Linked DNA regions of Mus musculus: all the other regions are linked to region 3. Evidence: chromatin contacts called from public HiChIP or PLAC-seq data. All regions are on one chromosome and are shown on one strand. Each heading gives the region's core, a stretch centred on a gene start, on an enhancer-like site or on the middle of the called end of the contact. The rest is flanking DNA. Distances are from core to core; before and after follow the strand shown.

Region 1 (2,700 bases), core at 98-2,597, 160 kb before region 3:
TGGAGAGAGGAAAGAGGGCCAGAAATGTCCATCAAAGTACTGAAGGTGGGACTATCGAACAGAGAGACTGTGGATGGTCAGTAGACAAAGCCTAAAACAGAAGAGTCAAGAGGTAGCTGCCAAAGCTTGTTATTTAAAGATGTGAAGGTAAATACCAGGAGCTTCTGCTGAGGGAAGGGAGAAGACCTTGCCCTAGGGGCATGGGAAATGCAGACAAGGGCTGTGAGTTTGTCTATAGAGCTTTGTGGAACTGTCTCTTCACATTAGCATGGGGTTATGGCTTTGAAAACTGAAGGTATTTTTTTTAAAGCACTGAAGCTAGGGAAGATAGCTCAGTTGGTAAAGTGTTTCCGTGCTATGTAAACATAAGGACTTGTGTTCAGATCTCTGGCACCCATGTAAAACTGGGCATAGTGGCACACATCTGTAATCCCAGCACTGGGGAGGTGAAACGAGCTGATTCCCTGGAGCTGAGTGGCCAGGCAACACAGACATATTGATTTGCTTCAGTGGGAGACCCTGTTTCAAAAAATAAGGTAAAGAGCTTTTGAGGAAGATATCCAATATCAATAACTGGTCTCCATATCACAAGTACATGAGTATTCACCAATCATACACATGAATGCATCCCCACAATATAGTCACACGCACTTGCGTGTGCACACAGACACACACACACATTGCAGAATTCAACTTGTGAGGTATCTCTGTTGCTAGAATGTTTTCTTAGCCTTCACAAAGACTTAGATTTGGTATCTAACAATGCAAAAATCAGAGCACAGTGGTTCACATTTATAATCCCAGCACCTGAGAGCTAGAAGCAGGAGAAGAAGGAGTTTGACATCATCCTCCATTACATAGCAAATTTCAGCTCTGCCTGGGCTACCACAGACCTTGCCATAAAAAATAGTAATTAAAATAAAGGCACAGACCTAGGAGGAACCACACCCATTTCAACAAGTAGTGGCCACTCAGGCCACTGGTACAGGCAATTTCCTACCTAAACCTTGGGTTAGCTTTGTCATTCCAAGGTTTGGGATTATTTCTAGAATTCAGAAATGGCACTGGACACACTCTTGCTAAAGGAGTCCTCACTAGATGTTAAGTGGTGTGTCCGTAGTCTTCTCAGCTCAGGTAGGAAAGAATCCATCTGAAAGGCAGAGCCCCTCATGCTGACACCACTCTCTCCTTGACACCTTTAAGCCTAAACTTCTCTCCTTTAGCTCATGAGGTGTGCTCTGAATAAGGAGGGCTGTGGGACAAGGGAGGAACTCAGGTCCTAGTGCTGCTGTCACCTGCTGATCCCTAGAGCATTGTGGTTTCCCCCAAGTCTTCAAAATGAGCATGACAGTGCCTTTGCAACGTTATTATGGGACTCACTGGTAAGAATACAGATGAAACCACAGATGCTAGTCATAACCTCCAGATAACCAAAGATCTTCTCATTATCATGCCAACTCCCTGGGAGCAAAGACAGGAAACATCATTTAGAAGCTCCCATTTAGTGACACTGATGGGTGTTATGAGTTGGGTTGAAAGAGGCCTTTAAGAAAACACATCAGCAGTGTTTGGTCCACATCATTCTGGCCTGGCTTCGTTGCTGCTGCTGCTGCTGCTGCTGCTGTACTTGGGTGTCAGGACATCCTCCTCACAGAGTCAATTCTGCAGTGGATGCTTGTGCTCAGGATCATTGCCAGCCACCGAGTGTATAGTTTCCTCTGCCCTAAAGAAATTTTTTTCAGCCCTCACTTATTTTTCCCTCTTGGGCTTTTACCAAAAAATCAAAAGCAGTGGAGTTAGATGACTTCTGACAGATCCAACTTCCCCACTGGAAAGTATGTTTCAAAGCAACATGTCACAGCCCAAAACATTTATTAGAAATGCAGAGAAATTAGCTAGAGCATCCAGGAGGGAGGTGTTACAGCAGTCTCCAGCGTCTCCAACCCTCCCTGGCTGGGCCTGGAGGAAGAGGGGCCTTAGAGAGAGAGAAGGCTGCACCCAAGGAAAATGTTCCTGGACCCCTGAAACTCAAACCTCCATCACTTGTGTTAACATTTTAGTTTGAGCAGTGGGTACCACAAAAGATACCACATTATAGAAATATCAAGAGGCTTTTAGAAGGCATCCATGCATACACTTGACAGAACTGTATGCTGGCTCTTGGGAATCTAATTTGCCTTATCCATTCACTGGCAAAATCAGAGCTAGAATTCAAGCCCCTCATATCCATCCATCTTAATGCTATGCTATGAACTGATGAGGTGGCTCAGAGAGCCAAGATGATAGCTAGTCAGTCCTGACAACCTAAGTTCGATCCCCAGGACCCACATAAAGGTGGAGGGAAAGTCCCACAACATTGTCCTCTGATTCCCACAAATGTGCCCTGGCACATACACATACACATACACATACACACTCTGCTATGAAATACAATACTACAATACAGCTGGCCAGAATAAGAGAAGATTATTGGGTTCTCGAATGCTTACTAATGTACAAGACTTGCCATATAATTCCATATTAATAACACAATTTAATAACAGCCATCATAGCTTAAGTATTAATAAATGTCTATATATCTAACATACTCAAAAATCTTACAACTCAATGAGTTGAGGCTAATTATTGATCTACATTATAGCAGAGACATTAAGTAACCCTCAAGACTTCATGCCCAGTAAAAGCAGTCTCTTCTGGTCC
Region 2 (2,714 bases), core at 119-2,618, 140 kb before region 3:
AGACAAAGAGACATAGAGACAAAGACAGGGTCAGAGTCAGGGAGACAGAGAGACGGGGAGGAGGACGGGGAGAGAGGGAGATTAGAGCTGATCAGTAGCAACACTAGGGCAGTTTGTGTAGCTTTTTGCTTGTCAGATGGTTTCATTAGTATAAATCCCCAAGAGAGGGATTACTGAGTCAGGGTGAAGTGCATCTTCTGATTCCTGTTACAAAGCACGGGTGTTTCTTTAGTGAGGAATTATGCTGATTTACAGCCTAAGTCTCTCAGGTTCAGTGCAGCCTGACCAGCATCAAGAATATTAGTTTGTAAGACAAAAATGAAAAGACCCCTCTGAGGTTGCGTTAATTTTCATTTTTATTACTAGCTGGAATGAGCATTTCCTTACAAGTTCTCTCGTCTAGGGCCACTCATGAGCAATGTTTTAGGGCCACGTTTGTGGGACAGATGCAGAAAGGGAAACGTCTCTTCCCTTGGCTGGGAAGGTGGGTGGCAGCTGTGGAGGAGTGCCTACCGTCTCCATTGAAAGTGATTAAAGTGATTTCTGTGACAAGGAGTATCTGTACGGCCATCCTGCCAGTTAAAAACAAATAGATGACTGTCACTCTTGTGACCCAAAGAGACAGACCTTCAAAGTAAAGGACCCCGTTGAGGACACATTGTTATTATTTTTGTTGTCCTTATTGAAAGGTTTGGAAGGAGCTGGCGGGAGTCTTGGGCCGAGGTGCTTCCATCTTTCAGTCATCCCCAGGGAGGCTTCCGATGGCAAAGCCTGGCTGCAAAATGCATGACGGTGCCTGTCTTCAACCCTGGACTTCATCCATCTTGACTTTCCTAAGTCCCTAACCATTGGTCTTCCGAAGACTTGCAGAAGGGGTGCGGGTGGGGTGTTTCGATTTGGTTTGTTTTGAGATAGGGTCTCATGTAACTAAGGCTGGCTTCAAACCTGCTGTGTAGTCAAGGATGACCTTAAACGTCTGATCTCCTGCCTCTGGTCTCTTGGTATTATGACCACCACTCTGCCCTGTTCTATGTAATGCTGGGTATGGAACCCAGGGTTCCATACATGCTGGGCAAACATTCCACCAACTGAACTATTTTGCTAGAAGAGGGCTTGTTTTAAGGTTTAATAAAGTTGGGCCTGGAAGTCCCAGCTTGGTTCCCTCTGCTGGCTTCCCCTACTGTGCAAGGGAGGACTTGAAAACTGTGGAATGAAATAGGAAGCGCCTGGCTCTAGGCTCTCAAGACAGCAAGCTTTCTCTGTCTAGTTTCTTATCACAATGCTAATAAGGCCTTTCCTGCTCCTTTCTGTCCCTTCCCCCGCCAGGGAGGCAGGCAGCCAGAGCTTATATAACTGACTTGACACCAAGGCCAAGTCGCTGGCTTGCTCAGCCTACAGAGCTGTGGAAAGCTACTTTCGTTCTCCCTCCCTCCACTTGCCTGGGAGGAGCTCATGCTGACCCGAGTCACGAAATCCACTCCACTGGACTCTGTGGGCCTCTCCAAGCTGAAGAGACACCTTAGAAACACCGGGGAACTGGCCAGGCACAGTCCTGCCTCCTTTAGGCGGAGGGGAAATCAAGCCAAGGGCTCAGTAGGTGCCAATGAAGTCCTAGCTGAAGCAGACAAAACCTCAACTGCTTGTGTTTTCTCTCCCCCCCCCCGCCCCCCATGGGTGTGGTTTTAAAGATGCATGCAAGCCAGAAATGCTACCCTGGCTGCTGGGAGATGCAAGTCCAAGGGAGTCCCCAACCTCAAAGTTGACAGTTACAAACATGCTGCGTTCACACTCATCTGGAACAGTGCTGATCTAGGCGAAGAAAAAGCTGTGTTCACCTCTCCCGATTACACTCCATCACAACCAGCCAGCCTGAGAACCCCACATCCAGAGCAAACATCCCACCACACACACACTCACCCGCTTCACCACCAGATTGTCTATAACACCAGAGCATGGTGGGATGTAAATTCGGCCTGCTGAATCCAAAAGACCCAGCTGTCCTCTTTACTAGTTTTGTAACTTGTTTCTGTATATGCTTATGCATTGTGAATATGTATGTTTGCCACGGGGTGGGTGGTGGTTAATATGCACATACATGCAGGTGTGCATATGCATGGAGCCCAGAGGTTGATGTTATCAGAGTCTTCCTCAATCACTCTCTACTTTCTTTACTAAAGCAGGCCCCTTACTGAAGCTGGATCAGGCTGATCTAGCTCTAAGTTTTGGGGGATGGGGAAGACCATCCCCCAAAACTAACCTAACCCAATCAAGGCTCCCTAACCTTGAATTGACAGATGGCCCACCACTCCTGTCCGGCTTTGACGAGGGTGCTGGGGATCTAAACTGCCCCGGTCCTCTTGACTATGTGGGGAAATAGTTTACTCCCTGAGTCATTTTCCTAGCCCCCTAGTTTTATAACTTTTGAGAAGTGACTTAATCTTTCTCAGATTAAAGTGCTTCATCTGTGAAATGGTCACAATGAGAGAACCAAACTAATAAGACATTGGGGAAATTGGGGAATGTCCAGTGGGTTATAAAACAGAAAGCCTTTGCGGGATTGCATGACCTGTGTTAGATGCAAATCAAAAATCTCTATTTTTTTTTCTTCCTGTCTCTTAAACCTTTCTAACCTAGGCCAAGTGGCATCTGCCTTTAGGGACAACAACATCTGTCATCATTGTTAGCTGGCAGTTCCCTCAGCGAAGTCGCCTCGC
Region 3 (2,796 bases), core at 268-2,767:
AGGGCCACTCACATAGAGAAAGCCTTCTCACCCTCCTGCAGGATTTCCATGGATATCCCCCTGCATGCCCCCTCTCCAGCTCTGCATCTCAAAGTTAGTGCAGGAGTGTGAACAGGAGCCTTGCCTGGAAACCACTTCAGATAGAAGTGCTGCAATTCATGCACGCTCTGCCCTGCCCCAATCCCAGCCCCAGAGGGCTTTCTTGGACCTCCTTCTCTGGGGCCACTTCATGAATAAGCTGAAGTTGGAATGCCCTCCTGAGGTGGATGTATAAAAACCAGCAGCAGCCTGAGAGCCAAGGTAGAAGGCAGACATGTTCCCAAGCGAGCGATCTCAATAGAGAAAAGCTTCTTTGATCTTCTGGAAACTTCCTGAAGCCTGTGCTGAATATTTGTTTGTTTTGTGGCAACTGAACTTTTTTTTTTTTTTTTTTTTTTTTTTTTTTTTTTGGCTCTTTAGTGCATGGCTGTCTGTTTCTCTGTGTAAAAGGAAAATGTGTTTTTTCAGTAATGATACTCACTCTCAGAACCCCAGCACCCACTTCTAAAGATGATTTTCATCATTGAGATAAAGCTTTTGCTAACTCCTGGAACCCAAAAAGATCAAAGCTGTGGCTGGTGCCAGTGGCTGGAGCTCACCTCCCAGAGCCTGACTGTGGTGCATGCACACACCTCAAAATGTGTGACCAGAAACTTCTAGGTTTAGTTTATGCTCTGGAGACTAAATCCCAGATGGGAGAGGATATGCATAATGCCAATATATACAATCACGTGTAAATGTCAAAAACAACAACAACAAACCCATCTGTTGGCCAAAGTCTGTGTCAAGGTGAATCTGCTACCTCAGTGCCTTTGATGGGGGTGGGGGAACTGGTTCAAAGAGCCAGTCCAAGGCAGGGGGAAATGCCCAGGGGCAAGATGGGGGATCTGTGTCAGGAGAGATCAGATCTCCTACAGAAGGTAGAGGGTAGTTTTAAAGTCTTTCCTCTTGGCCTCCTTTCTGGTAGATGTATATCAACCCCGTAAAAGCAGCATACAGCGTCAGGCTGGTTGACAACGTCTAAAACAGAATGTTCTGAAGTTGGGAGAGTCACACATGGCATGTCAGGGCTAAGGTGCTTGGCAGAGTTTTCAGTTACACAGAAAGTGGTTTGCTTTGCTTTGGTTGTATGCCCCACCCCCATAGTGTGTAAGTCTCTGGGGTCTCTAGCTTTCTGTTGTGTCTGACCCCCTCAAAGTGTAGACACTGCAATAAAAGCTAAGATATCTCTCTCTCTCTCTCTCTCTCTCTCTCTCTCTCTCTCTCTCTCTCTCTCTCTCTCTCTCTCTCTCTCTCTCTTCCCGTGGCTTGTGAGCACAGGAGGGAAGTGTCACGTGTTAGGAGCAAGAATTTTGTGTGCCAGTGATCTTTTTTTTTTCCTGGAAGCAACTGGAAACCAACTTAGTGACACTTAAGTCCTTCACCTGCTCCACGACTGTAGCCAGTGTGTGTGAGTCAGAATGGTACCAACAGAGCTCTTGGCTGAACAGCCATAAGAGTTGCAGGCTCCGACTTGGAGTGGGAAATGGTGTACCATGTTCAGAGTCATGGCAACGTGAACTTGGCAGTCCCGTTTGCTTCTGAGATTACAAGCATTTGCTGGCCAAAAGCACCTGTGATGGCTTTGACCTCAGAGTGGGATGCAGATTGAGAAAGCATTCTTCGGGAGTTGGCAACAGGCTTGTGCCCTGCTACCAGCTGCAAGGTTAAGCGGTAAGTGTGTGGTAGAGTTACCTTGCTTGGCTCCTCTGCCTCTGTGTGCTCAGCACAACTACACCAGGGATTGATTGCTGGGAGTCTCTTCCCTCTGCCACCTAAAGAGTCGGGATGCCTACAGAGTGTAAAGGATGGATAGGCCTTTGTTTTCATCATCAGACTAGGCTAATTATAAATAAAAATAAGAGCCTTTTCCAAGGTAAATGGGGACAGATTCTCTTCCTGGGAAGGCTGGTTTTTAGGAGATGGATATGGTCAGATTTCATGACAAACATGCTTTAACATGTGTGCCCTTCTTAGAATATGCTGCATTTGTCCCCCTCATGAGTTATGACAACCTGTTTTCTGTGCTTACTCTGTAAGGTGGCTTTTCCCACCTCAGTCCTTCTGCACAAACGTTTACACAGGGCACACAAAAGATCAGTTACCATGCTTTCCCATAATTAAAAAATATGAACTTAAGCCCAATATTTTGCTAGCCAGATTTGCAAAGAAAATGATCTATGTACACCAAAGGCTTGAATTTCCCTGCCAAGCCTGGTGACCTGACTTGGATCTCTAAGACCCACATCACGGGAGGAATTCTGAAAGTTGTCCTCTAATTACCACACAAATACCTATTGTGGTGTGTATACATGCACACGTGCACGCGCGCGCACACACACACTAAATTAATCTAAAAAAGAAATCATAAAAATTAAGAACAAAATGAAGTTAAGAAATGATATAATCTAAGCATCTCTACTAAGCCCAAAGCCCAAAACCTCTGGAGCACAGCCTGCCACATCTAGAATGTTCTACACCTGACCTCATTGAGATAGAAAGGCAGGCACATTTTAAAAATTGCTGTATAGAATTACCTATTTATAAGTATATGCAAATATGCCCAAAATATCAGAAATCCTGCACACTCCTGATTGCCTGCATTTCAGATAAAGCCTCCGCAGCCTGAGATGAAGGCTCCTCTGACCCCCGTCAAAGTTCACAGTGAGTTCTACTGAGGCCAGGAGGCCTGAATGTTTTCACGTGTTTAAAGCGGAG
Region 4 (2,700 bases), core at 186-2,685, 200 kb before region 3:
GAAGTGCCTTCTGGCTGAAAAAAAAGCCAGTACTTTCTTTCCTGTCCTATTTGAAGTAAAAAGTAGTTTCCAGGATCTGTAGTCTTTAAACTTAGCCCTTAGATCATCCAATTTTACATAGATGTTCAAACCTGCATCAGGGACTTTTCTAAACTCAGTTTTGTCCTGTTATTGTGACAACTAAATACTTTTCTACAAGAAAGAAAGAAAGAAAGAAAGAGAGAGAGAGAGAGATAGGGAAGGAAGGAAGAACGAAAGAACGAACGAAAGAACGAACGAACGAAAGAACGAAAGAAAGAAAGAAAGAAAGAGAGAGAGAGAGAGAGAGAGAGAGAGAGAAAGAAAGAAAGAAAGAAAAAGAAAAAGAAAAAGAAAAAGAAAAAGAAAAAGAAAAAGAAAAAGAAAAAGAAAAAGAAAAAGAAAAAGAAAAAGAAAAAGAAAAAGAAAATACACTGATTCTCTAAATCAGTGATGAATGTCATCCTCCCCTCAGGAAATTCTGTTGAGGAGATCTGGACCCAGACCTCAAATCATAGCAGGTAACTGGCTAATCTAAGGCAGGCCTTCACAAAGAGGGTGGCATTGAGTGTCACAGATGAGAGAGAAGAATCCCTTGTGTCGTAAGAGGTGTTGGAAGGCTTTCCCCTGGAGACATGAGGTGTATGGTGACAGTAGCCATGGTGTCAGATGAATGTCAGGAAGGTGGTTTCTCACCGTATTTATTCATCTACTGACTTCATCTTAGCCCCAGCTTTAATCTGTGCTTTTCAGACCTATCAAAAGCTGGTGACCAACCAGTCATGTTCCATTTGCCCTCTTAACAAACAGTAGAGAACCATCCACTGTTGTTGCTAACACTTTTAACTCCAGGGTCTTTATCACACTTACCAATTGGCTATATAAAGAATTGCTCCCAAAAGCTGCCCTTAGTGTGGACTTAGTTCAGTTTAATACAAAAATGACTTTTGGTTGGTTAGTTGGTTGGTATCTCTTTAGGATTTACTTATTTTTTATTAATTAATGTGTAGGTGTTCATATCTGAATCTGGGCATGTGTACATGAGTATAAGTATCCTCAGAGACCAGAGGCATCAGATCCCCCTGAAACTGGAATTATAGGCAGTTGTGAGTTGCCCAACATGGATGCTAGAACTGAACTCTGCTCCCCTGGAAGAGTAGTACTCTGTCGTAACCACAAAGCTATCTCTCAGCTCTGGCCAGTTTGTTTTGACAGAGGGTCTCTATGTGTAGCCCAGTTGGCTTTGAGCTTGCAATATATCATCCTGTCCCAGGCTTCCAAGGGCTAGATTACAGCCATGTGCTACCATGCCCAGATTTTTTTTTAAGTTCAAACAATAAAGCATAACGCAGCAGGCATGTGATTCCCTGGACTCAGAATCAAATTCTCTCTGTACGATGGAAGTCTCATAATAGAGTAAAGGAAATGAAGCAGAACATAGCTGCTCCTGTGTCTACTGTCAGCTTCCCTTATATGATGCAAACTCTGACCAGTTGACCAGGTGGGCAATGAAGCCTTGCTAAATCTCACAGCAGCATGACGATTTGAATCCCATTAATGGACAGCTTTGAGAAGAGAAGAAGTATTGGTCCCTAGATGCCATAGGAAAAGCATCTCCCATGTTCTTAGCTCAGCTTCATAGCACAAAGAACAGCAGCCGGGGGAGTGAATCAGAGGTTCTGTAGGCGCCTATACAGTCTGTCTTGTGGTTTCCATATGACCATAAAAGGTGATTCTAAGCTTGAGCTGCCCTGCTAAAGCAACTCTCTCTGGTTTACAACCTGAAAAGCCAGGAGACATCTCACCCCTTTGATATGGGGTGCTCTGGGAAACCTGACAGACTACATACAGCTCCTCTGCATCTTACCCCATAGCTGTGCCTAGCAGCAAGATAAGTGCAGACTAATAAAGCAGACAGGGTCAAGTGCACCATCCTTGTGGTCAGCCACAGAGAAAAACATAATCTTCAACTCGCCCCCAGACTCCACGCCTGAGTCAGCCTTTCTAGGTTATTGCATGATACTCAGATTGCTACCAACATCATGTCTAGACCCGTCTCCCAGGGTCAGACATGGAGCTGAGTGCTACACTTGGTGATCCTCAGTTTGGAACGGTCGCTGATGCTGTACTTAGTTTCCTTTCAGGGGAGAGTAGACAAATTGTCTTCCTTTGCTTCCTATTGTTGTGATAAACACTAGGGCCAATGAGGGGAGGGAAGGGTTTATTTGGCTTGCATTTCAAAATTACAGCCAACCATAGAGGGAAGCAGAGACAGGAACTTAAGGAGAACAGGAACCTGGAAGCAGGAACTGAAGCAGAAGCCACAGAGAGGTGCTGCTTATGGGCTTGTTTTTCCTACCTTGCTCAGTTTGCTATCCTACACATCCCAGGACCGTCTATTGTGGAATGGCACTGCCCACAGTGAGCTAGATTCTCCCGCATCAATTAATCGAGAAAATGCCCTTCAGTCTTGCCTACAGGCTAATCAGATAGAAACACTTTCTTATTTGAGATTCCCTTTTCCCAGATAACTCTAGCTTATATCAAATTGAAAAAAAAAATTAACCAGCATATGCATAGTTTGAACTACCAAAGGATTATTCTTTCATTATCTTTTTTTTTTAATTTATAGTTATTTATTTTTTAGATTTTATGTGTATGGATGGGTGTTTTGCCTACATG

The links. HiChIP or PLAC-seq counts read pairs in DNA pulled down with a chosen protein or histone mark.
Region 1: an H3K4me3 HiChIP or PLAC-seq map of the SCID.adh cell line shows a contact between it and region 3, with 11 read pairs. The contact joins two enhancer-like sites. A contact is called at or near these places in 2 of 484 Hi-C or Micro-C datasets (epidermal suprabasal cells and nephron progenitors) and 2 of 115 datasets of contacts at active chromatin or transcription factors (the SCID.adh cell line and double positive thymocytes).
Region 2: a contact with region 3 is called in an H3K4me3 HiChIP or PLAC-seq map of the SCID.adh cell line, with 26 read pairs. The contact joins two enhancer-like sites. A contact is called at or near these places in 2 of 484 Hi-C or Micro-C datasets (cerebral cortex and epidermal suprabasal cells) and 2 of 115 datasets of contacts at active chromatin or transcription factors (the SCID.adh cell line and fibro-adipogenic progenitors).
Region 4: an H3K4me3 HiChIP or PLAC-seq map of the SCID.adh cell line shows a contact between it and region 3, with 8 read pairs. The contact joins two enhancer-like sites. A contact is called at or near these places in 1 of 484 Hi-C or Micro-C datasets (nephron progenitors) and 2 of 115 datasets of contacts at active chromatin or transcription factors (the SCID.adh cell line and memory CD8 T cells).

What each region holds. Positions count from the first base shown.
Region 1 is chr9:69,064,649-69,067,348 of GRCm38.p6, forward strand. The region is part of intron 1 of Rora (RAR-related orphan receptor alpha); the gene reads left to right. Among named protein-coding and RNA genes, the nearest start is that of Gm46153, 240 kb to the right of the region's middle. Within about 2 kb of position 1,348, at least 4 of the 459 cell types and tissues checked have an H3K27ac peak or open chromatin away from gene starts, as enhancers often do. A contact at or near this core is called in the SCID.adh cell line, where this site is marked.
Region 2 is chr9:69,090,938-69,093,651 of GRCm38.p6, forward strand. All of the region lies in intron 1 of Rora (RAR-related orphan receptor alpha), which reads left to right. Among named protein-coding and RNA genes, the nearest start is that of Gm46153, 210 kb to the right of the region's middle. Within about 2 kb of position 1,369, at least 111 of the 459 cell types and tissues checked have an H3K27ac peak or open chromatin away from gene starts, as enhancers often do. A contact at or near this core is called in the SCID.adh cell line, where this site is marked.
Region 3 is chr9:69,226,409-69,229,204 of GRCm38.p6, forward strand. The region is part of intron 2 of Rora (RAR-related orphan receptor alpha); the gene reads left to right. Among named protein-coding and RNA genes, the nearest start is that of Gm46153, 78 kb to the right of the region's middle. Within about 2 kb of position 1,518, at least 19 of the 459 cell types and tissues checked have an H3K27ac peak or open chromatin away from gene starts, as enhancers often do. A contact at or near this core is called in the SCID.adh cell line, where this site is marked.
Region 4 is chr9:69,021,761-69,024,460 of GRCm38.p6, forward strand. All of the region lies in intron 1 of Rora (RAR-related orphan receptor alpha), which reads left to right. Among named protein-coding and RNA genes, the nearest start is that of Gm31262, 200 kb to the left of the region's middle. Within about 2 kb of position 1,436, at least 15 of the 459 cell types and tissues checked have an H3K27ac peak or open chromatin away from gene starts, as enhancers often do. A contact at or near this core is called in the SCID.adh cell line, where this site is marked.